2 separate regions of the Macaca mulatta genome follow, and region 2 is linked to region 1. The links are chromatin contacts, called in public Hi-C maps. All regions are on one chromosome and are shown on one strand. The core of a region is the stretch at or near the end of the contact, and the rest is flanking DNA. Distances in the headings are between cores, read along the strand shown. Region 1 holds the start of ZBTB18 (zinc finger and BTB domain containing 18). Region 2 holds the start of CEP170 (centrosomal protein 170).

What was found. Hi-C and Micro-C count contacts between places; a contact is called where the count stands out from the background.
Region 2: a contact with region 1 is called in a Hi-C map of liver, with 3 times the contacts expected there. The contact joins the promoter of CEP170 here to the promoter of ZBTB18 in region 1. A contact is called at or near these places in 2 of 14 Hi-C or Micro-C datasets (fetal cortical plate and liver).

The regions. Positions count from the first base shown.
Region 1 is chr1:5,079,746-5,084,413 of T2T-MMU8v2.0, reverse strand. It overlaps ZBTB18 (zinc finger and BTB domain containing 18), which reads left to right and starts at 2,485. Exons shown (of 2, transcript NM_001257892.1): 1 at 2,485-2,649. The coding sequence starts at 2,637.
Region 2 is chr1:5,891,662-5,896,329 of T2T-MMU8v2.0, reverse strand. CEP170 (centrosomal protein 170) reads right to left here and starts at 2,143. Exons shown (of 19, transcript XM_077998206.1): 1 at 1,923-2,143. SDCCAG8 (SHH signaling and ciliogenesis regulator SDCCAG8) reads left to right here and starts at 2,924. Exons shown (of 20, transcript XR_013415968.1): 1 at 2,924-3,123.

The DNA of each region.
Region 1 (4,668 bases), core at 1,236-3,735:
TGGGCGGGAGGGAGGGGCGGGGGGGGAGCGGGCGACGGAGCCGGGATTGGGGGGCGGGGGGGCCGGGAGGGAGGGGGGCAAGAGCCGGAGGAAGCCCACCAAGTCCGGCGGCGGCGGCGGCGGCGGCGGCGGCCGGGAGGAGGAGGAGGAGGAGGCGGAGGACGCGGCGGCGGCGGGGACGCGGTGACTTAGGGCCGCTCCGTGTGAGTCCCGGCGCCGGCCCCTGGCCCCTGACCCGGCGCCCCCTCCGCGCCCCGGCACCCCGGCGGGCGGGGGGCGCCAGCTGTGCGGCCCCGGCCGGCTGGGCGGCGCGGGCGGAGGGCGGGCCGGGCCGGGGGCGCCCCCGCGAGTGGAGTTAGTTTGTGTGGTTGGAGCTGTTGGGGCGGCGGGGGGCGGCGCAGCTGCGGGAGGCCCGGCCGCGGGGACGGGCCGCTGCAGCTGCGGGGTCGGGCGGGGTGCGGGCTCCCGGCTCCGCGCCGCGCCCCCGCGGGCCGGTGCAGCTGCGGCGCGGGGCGGGCTCCCGGCCGGTGCAGCTGCGGTGGCGCCTCTCGGGTGCGGAGGGCGGCGGGCTGGGGGAGGGGGCTTGGGATCCGCCGCAGCTGCAGTGGCGCCCGGGACGGCCGCGGCTCCGGGGACCGGTGCAGCTGCAGTGGCGCCCGGGGGAGGGGGCCGGCAGGGGAGGGGGCCCTCCCGGGCTGGTGCAGTTGCCCGGAGGCCCCGGGGGCTCGCGCGTCGTGGCGTCGGGGAAGCGGTAGCAACCACCCTCCTCCGGCTGGCTGCTTCTTACGACTTTTCTTTTGTTGCCGTGACCCGGCTCTGTTTTCTCCTCTGTTATTGAAGGTGTTTTCCTGCTGCACCGGCTCTACGCCCTCCACCTCCTTCCCTGTGGCTTTAACCTTCCTCTTTCCCCGTGTGTTTTATGCACGGTGAACTACGTAAAGATTTGCATTGCTTCCCCACTCGGCATCCCCGCCCCCACCTCTCTGAAAAACAAAACCCCAACCTCACAAAATCTCTATGGATCCGCGGTAGCGAGACGTGAAGGGGTTGATTTGTGGAGTGGGAGTCGCTGGCCCATTGCGGTGCTTGGGACTCATTAAACTGTCACTCACCCCCCACCCCACTGGGTAAATGGGGTGATTAATGTCTGATATACTGGAATGGGGCGAGGGCATTTATGGAGAATAGGTGGTGTGGCTGGAAAGAAATTGATCGCCCAAGGATGTCTCCTGGACTAAGCGTTCATAATTATGTCACTCACCGCGAAGTTGGAGAAAGTTAGGTTTGTGACTTTGGGAAAGCGAGAAGGACAGGAGAGTCGTCGGGTTTTGTTACTATTTAACTCTCCGCCACGGCTTTCTAATGGGAACGAAGTGGTTATCACCAGGGCTGGGACGCTGACGCCTCAGGCCCCAGTTCCTTTTCTACCCCTCGCCCTCCCAAGAGTCTGAGGAGATGTATTTGACATTCAGAGATGTCGCAGCACCCTGCCCGGCACCGGTCAGCCCAGCCCGGGTCGCGTTACAGTTTCATCAGCTTTTAGAAAAGACCCACAAACTCTGGCTGAAAAGTTCTCAAACTTACTAGACCTGGCTTCCCCCCACACAAAGATTTTCTTGTGATCATTAAACATGACAGAGTGACACCCCCCACACACACAAAAAAGATTGTTAAGGGACACAGATCAAGGGGAAGGCAAGGTTCTGCTTTTTCTGAGCAGAAAGATCAGATATGCAGGTGCAGCATTCATTTTAAGTGACTGTAGCAGGTTGTATCAGTTTATTAATTGGTCTCGTTGAACTGAAGTACTTTCCAGGATTTCAGAAAGTGCAGTTTCAGCTTGTTGGTACTGAGAATTGAAATTTGCATTGACTGTGGCAGTGTAGGAAATTTTTCTGAGAAGGTAGTTGTAGATAAGTCATTAAATAAGAGTGAAATAATAAGGTGAACCAGTCCGAAGTAATGGTTCTGAAGAAGTCTGCCAACGTTTGAGACATGTATACCATTGTCTCAGCAGAAAAAAAAAGTGCGGTAATAATGTTGAAATGGGACTGGAGATGTCAAATGGGTTGGTTTAAAAATATCCCTAAACTGCCTTAGAAACTAAACGTTGGAGTTAAATAAAAGTGAATCTGGATTTCCTGAATAGCACCGTGGCTTGAGTGTGCTGTCAGTATGTAAGCCAGTCCACCAACTTAAGACAGAAGTGTTGCTATTCCATAAATACAGTAGAACTCCATATGCTGAGTTTTTCAATTTCTTCTGTTAGAAAGTTTGGAAAAAAAGGAAGACTTTGAAGTATTTTGTTTATACTAACAGAAGAGAAAAGTTCTCCTAAGAAAAAGCTGGTGGCAGGAGTGTAGAGGAGTAGCATATGGCATTAAAAGGAGCACAGCTGGAGGTAGCATTTCCATCTGAACATGATGTCAGAGCAGCTGACAGCCTGCCATCCCTCAGCCTTTTATTCTAACACACAGACAGGGAGTTAGTGTGTGCGGATCTGTGGTGGAGAAGGTATCTCATTCCTCTCTAACATCATCTCCACTTTGCATCTGTCTCTCTTAGTCTGCTTTTTTTCCACCGATGTAACAGACCTGGAGCCAGCAGGACTCAGAGGAAAGGACTTAATCAGGTTTATGTGTCCTAAAGGTAGGAGTAGCAAGAGATTAGATTGAGCATATTTCTGTTTTGGTGTTTTGTTTATTTAATTTTAAAAATCACATTACTTTTCTAACCCAGTTTAGGAATAATATATGAAATTGAGTATTAAATGAACATCTTACTGGAGTTGAAAGTCTTGAGCTTGTTTAGTTTTAATTTTTTATCCCTTTTACTTGAGCGAGTAAATAACTTTAATACACAGAAATATGTCAAGTTTTGAAATGTTAAGAAAGGCTTTAAAATACTGCTTTTGGAAATCACGTTGGATTAAAATGCTTTTTTGTTGTTCACTGCTATTTAGATTTGACTGGGATGGTGGTGGTGGGGAAATACTAAACTGTCTGGAATCCAGCATTCAAACTTATATGAGAAGATTATTCTAGTTAAGAAGCTAGATTGTTGTGTAATTAATTCCACTGTGAAACTTTATTCTTCAAAACATTGAACAGCACTGCTGAAACATACAGCTGTAGTGCTTTTGAAACTGAAGGTTTTTAAGAAGAAGAAAAAAAAAACTTTTGTCCCCAGGAGAATAGTTTGACTGGTTTCCTCACTTCTCTTTCAAATATATATTTAAGAGATCTTTTATTTCAGCATAACAATAATTATTTGCAGGAGTTTTTGTGTTAGCGACTAATTTAGAACTTGTAGATTTGAGCTGCCTGAATTGGCCAGACAGCTGTAATCGCACTCCTCTATTCTTAATCTCTTTATCTGGGCAGCAGCTGCCATATGGCCACAGTCAGCTGGATCAGATGTTTATAAGCTTCCTTCTTCGTCCCTCTCTGTCCTCTCAGCCTCCTAATTTGATCACGGCTACCTTGTGAGCTGCCCTCCAATCTTTATTTTTAGCCTTCTCAAGGATTAGGATTGATGTTAGCTGTGGGGCACTTAAAGTGATTGTATTGTAAATCTTAGTTTATTCTAGCAGTGGCATCTTGCAGAATGTATTTGGGGTTAGGATAAAGTTTTAGTCTGTCTTGGGCAAAGTGTAGAAGAAGAAGAAGGAGGGAAGTAATTTCTGAATATTAAATTAAGTGTATCTATTCCCAAAATGCACTTGCTGAGATGGGTGGTGTGGAGCCTTGCTTCTGGTCACAGGAAAGGGGAAGTCGGGTCTTTCTTTTTCAGGAGTTTACCCACTGCAGTTGAATTCTGACCCTTTGTACATCTTTGCCTCTCCCCTCCGTCCATTTCACTCTCCCTCATCAGAAAACCAGGGCAATGATGAATATTTGCAAGAATAGAAGCTAGTGGGAAAACAAAACTATATCAAATTAGATTGAAACAAAGTATTTTCTGTTGGCTGAGGTAAGGCAGAACCGGGGGGGGGGGGGAAAAGTTTCTCTTTTTCTAAAAAGGCTTTAAAAAAAAAAAAGTTGAACCTGTAAAGCTTTTGAGTTTTATTTAAGCCTTATATGCTTTTATTTTTAAAAGTTAGAATTAATTTTAATAGGAAATTCATTTTGCCTTGCAATGGATCAAAGTTTAGATGAGAATTTTCAGAGTTAAATAAAGCCCTCTGGTTCCTAATATTCTAAAAGTACAGTTTCTACGAAGAAATATAACAATTTTTTTCTCAGTTCATTTTGAAAAATCTTTGGATTTGTTCATAGTAAAGATGATCTTTTCCATCTGCTGGTGCAGCTCCTGATCTCGCACATGTGTGCTGTACCTGCAAATCTGAAGGCATTAACATCTGTTTTTATACACAGGGCTTTTGTTGTACCACTCTGACTTTAAAAGTAAGTTGTTTGCTAATTTCTGGACTAATTATGCAATTTCATTTTTTTTTCTTGAATCAGCCAAATGTGTGTGTGTGTTTAAACTGTGCTTTCTAAGTACAGTCAAGTAGCAAAAGTAATAAAAGGAAAAGGATGGTTGAACAAGTTTTCTTGTATGTTCCAGGATATGTTTGGGACTTTGTTTGTTTATTATATGAGTTGTTTCCTTTGAAATTAAAGCTATTTTGTAGGTTTTGTAGGACATAATTTGATAAGTAGAGTT
Region 2 (4,668 bases), core at 894-3,393, 810 kb before region 1:
CTACCATTAAGTAGTAGGGAAAACACTGCAACACTTCGTTTTTATGAAAAGCACATGTTAGGACATCTTTCCTCATTTAGTAAGTTACTTTATACAACTAAAGGTCCATTTCAGAAGAATTACTACTTTTACATCGCAGAGGCAAGAACTTGATTAATAACGGTGAGAATCAAGTTCAGTGATAGTCACAGCCTGCTCAAGGAGAGCGTAAAGAAGCTTTCCATACATTTTCACAGGGTAAAAGGGCTGGGGGGACACAGGAAAGATCACTCTGCAGAATGGACCTTGAGTTTCATTTGGCTCTGCCTTCCATTAACAGTCTGGCTTGGGCAGACAAGTCAGTTAACTTTCTGAGTTTTAGTGTCTTCCTCTGTCAAGTGCACTTGGGCTCTTCCGTGTTACCTACAAAGTTAGGAAGAGCTAAAGGCAGCCCTAGTTTTACTTTTTAAAAAATAATGACAGAAAAATACGTAACTTGCTATTCATCAGTGTACTGTTTCCAGAGCTGAATTCCTAAGTCTCTGAAGCATACCCAGCTAGGGTTATACCAGTGAAGATCCAGATACTATAGTCAAAATGTCACTCTCTCCTCTCCCATTATTCCTCCACCTGCTCCTCCCCATCCTGCGTTATCCTCTCTTCTGGTGTGTTTTAAGAAGCAACGCCAGCAAACGGCTGTATCCATTGTAAACTTGAGGATGAAATCGTTTTAAAAGATGCATTTTCAATCAAATGTATCATCTGCTTCGCCAAATTCCTCCCAAATGGCTAAATTTTCATTAATACAATAAAAATGAGGTAACAACTTCGGAAACAGAAATGACCTGGGCCAGTTGTTTTGTTTGTTCTACTTGCTTAAAAAATAAAACGGAAAGATGTATCTATTCCCTCAGGAACATAAATGCATTACCCGCCCATTGAAAAAACAATTCTGCTGGTTCATTTCCCTGACACAACAGCTTCGTTGTCAGGCCCTCTCCAGCCCAGGCTCCAATGTCACCTAGTAATTTTATATTGATCACCTTGGCAGTGCTTGGACTCCAGCAGGCATAGTCCCTGTCTCCCTTACATTCCTCAAAAATAAATTAAATAAATAAATAAAACTCTACGAAACGCCACTGAACAGAGATTCTGTGACTTAGTAGACAAATCCCACGTCTTCCCGCCCTGTGTTAGGCAGCTGCAAATGTTATTTTTTCATCGCTTGCATAAAATGGAAGCGAAACGTACCAAAACCCTATATTTGAATCCTAGGACAATGAAGCCGACAGGAAGCCACTCTCTCCTCCCCCGGGTTTACTACGGAGCCAGAGCCTCCGCGGGGTGCAGTCGCCTGGCAGGGTGCATGACAGCGCGTCTTCCACGCCCTCCCAACGCGTCCAAAAGGCTCCTCGCCTGACCTCGCCAACGGCCTCACACCTCAAAACCAACCACACAAAAGGGATCGGCCCGCGGAACTGCTCCAATCGGGGAAAAATCCCTTCCCCAGCGACAGCGCAGCCATTCCCTCCAATGCTCCGCCCGCACCCCTCGCAAACTGCTACGGCGGAAGGGGGAGGGCTGCACAAAGCCAGGAGAAAGCTGAAAATGAGTCAATGCACTTAGGGGACGCGGAGGCGGCGGCAAGGGACTCGGGAAAGCCGGGGGGCCGCAGGACTGGAGCTCCCGAGGGCGGCGGGTGGGGGATGGGAAGGGTGGTCCCGTCCAGACCCCGGTCCTGGGCGGGCAGAGGGTGGGGGTGGCGGCGCCGCGCGGAGCATCCGGGAAGCGCCCCCTTCGCGGTCCAGCCCCGCAGCCCCGCACCCCCGCCCCGCGGCGGGCCGCGCCCGAGTCCTCGCTGCAAACCCGAGGAGCAGGACGTGGAAAAGCAGCCGCGGCGGCGGCTGCGGCGCCTACACCGAGCAGCCGATCGCATCACTTACCCCTCACAGTGGCGAGAGGGACCGGACGGGGGAGGCGGGGCGCGTCGCGTCCCGTGAGTCTCTCGCACGCCGTCCTCCCCCCACCTCGTCGTCGTCGCCGCCGCTGTTGTCGTCGCTGCCGCTGCGGTCGAGCTCCGGGGCCCTCAGCTCCGCTGGGCAATAACGTTATTCCACACACGCCCCACACATAGCGGTAACGGCAAAGAGCGGCTGCCTAGTGCGCAGGCGCCTCGGGAAAGGGCGAGGAGCCGGACCCTATCCCCTCCTCCTGCCCAGTTCCAACGATTCCTTACTGCGCAGGCGCCAGACACAGACAATGAAAAGGGGTTGTGCGAGGGTCTCACCCACACGTTTTTCCAGCTTGCCCACTGCGCAGGCGTGCCCCGAAAGACCAGCTAGAACAATGAAGAGGACCTCGGAGTTAGGTGGGACCGCAACCAACAAGGACTACAGTTCCCAGCGGGCAGAGCGCCAACTCCAAGTGGAGGTCCGGTTACTGGGCATGCTAGGAGTTGTAGTGTCGGCCGCCTTTACAATTTAGGCTGTTTGGAGGATTTAGAGCTTCTATTTCTTGAGGATTTATTCGACCGTTAAAAAAAATACCGCAACCGAAGCAGGGTTCAGAGGTTCCTCTCTGCGTCCTTGAGTAACCTAGGGATCAACTGCTGCATATTAGCAAATTCGAAGCGTCAAGGCCTTCAGTGAACCCTTTCTGTCATTTGGGGTGGTCCAGGCGGCAGAAGAGCGGGATGGAGGCGGGACTAAACCAGGCTGGGCTGGAGGAAAAGGGCGGGGCCTGCAAGCCTGTCTCTTGGCAACAGGCTCTGGCAGCCCAACCGTCCGAGCTAGCGCTTGGTGCGCAGTGGTCTCTGGGAATTGTAGTGTAGCTGGAAGGCTCTAAAGATTGTCGAGCTTGGAGGCGCTGAACATGAGGACTACAACTCCCGAGGTCCAACGCGAGGGCCAGTGGGTGGGAAGAGCCCCCACGAGCTTCGTGCGGGATTCTAGGCTCCCCTGTGACAGCCGCGGCAGGAAGCAGGCCGGCGCTCCGCGGCCACAGGCCTGCTGTTTTCGGAAGGGAGAAAGCTGGACATTTCCCCACGTAACTCCCAGCTCTGGGCCTAGAGTGTGTGCATGGCGAAGTCCCCGGAGAACTCTACCCTGGAGGAGATTCTGGGGCAGTATCAACGGAGTCTCCGGGGTGAGTTGCTCCAAACCTCTGTCCCTAGCCCCGAGGTGCCCAGGGCCTAGTGGGCGGAAGCGGACCAGGTGCGTCTCCTAACACCTGGGTCTGCCCCATCCAGGCTACAGAGGAGCAAGATGGATGTTTGCTGTGGTCTTCTGAGGAGGATGAAGTAGTTTGATTTAGTTTTTACAGTTAAGCAACGATGTTTCCTCAGATTCCCTTAGTTACCTGAATCAACTCCTTGATCTTGGCATCCTTCTCAACCAGCGACAGCAGAGACTCTTGGATAGCTCTATGTCATTTTTGCCCAGTTCCCATACTTTGTTGTTTAATCCAATAAAAGTCTGATGCACAGTTTTTACACATTTAAATTATGGCATAGTGGATTGAATGTGATTTATAGGATCCGTGGGGGGAAACACTAATAATTATTTTAATCACAACAGCCCCCATTTAATTGGTCTAGGCTATTTGCATACAGTAAATCATCTGCAGCTTACAACAGTTGTATGAATATTTTACACATGGGGAAATCGAAGCTCAGAGAGGTTGAATTACAGGCCACAGCCCACACAGCTGGTTAGTTGCAGAGCCAGGTATTATCAGGCTTGTCTGTCTTCAAAGCCTATCTAATCAAGCCATAACTACTATTATCAAAACCTTATTAATTCAGATTGTCTTACCACATTACCCTATGAGCAAGTATCTGTACAAGTAATGTCTGTATTTATTTTCTTTTAAGCTCTGTTGGACTTAATGTCTGTACTTTTAGATGGCGCTGTCACCTTGGACAATATATATGACATCTAGAAATTTCGATTCTCTTATAATGGAAGTTATGGAATTGTCCATAGGGTTATTGTGGGGAGCAAATGAAATAATCCCATAAAGCAGCGATTTTAAGACTCCTTAAAATGTTTACCTATAGTAAGAAATAAATTTTATATGGGACATATGTGTACATATAAACTATAAGTTTCAGTGAAGAATTTTTATTCTACTAAATATAATAAACTCTGCTTTCTATTCTGTTGCATTTTCATAACCCTCTAAGTCATGACTGTTTAGGACATTTGGAATACTAAGTTATGAAGCATATGTTGTTCTGCATAATATGCCTACTATGTGTCAGTGCCTCCTACTATGTGTTAAGCATACCAGGTGCTAGACAGGCAGTAAGAAACAAGACAAAGTTCCTATCCCCATGGAGCTTCTAGATTACTTGGGGAGAAAGACAACAAAAAATTGTAGATTACTATCATAGAAAATAAGGGTAAACATCACTGCTTACTAGACAAGCACTCATTAAATGTTAGTTGTTATTTATACTTGTTACTTAGAGCAAAGTGAAGGTTTTTCAATATTAGAAAGTTTACCTTTCCATGACTCTAGATTTTATAAGGGTTACTATGCATTGTTACATCGGTCAATTGTGTTACAAACTGTCAACATTCTCAGCATTCAAACTGCAGGAGTAAAAAAATTGGTTTTAATGAACACCTTCCTCAAGCTACTGATGTTTCAAGAGCTGTTAGATACAAAATAAACACTTGTAACTTT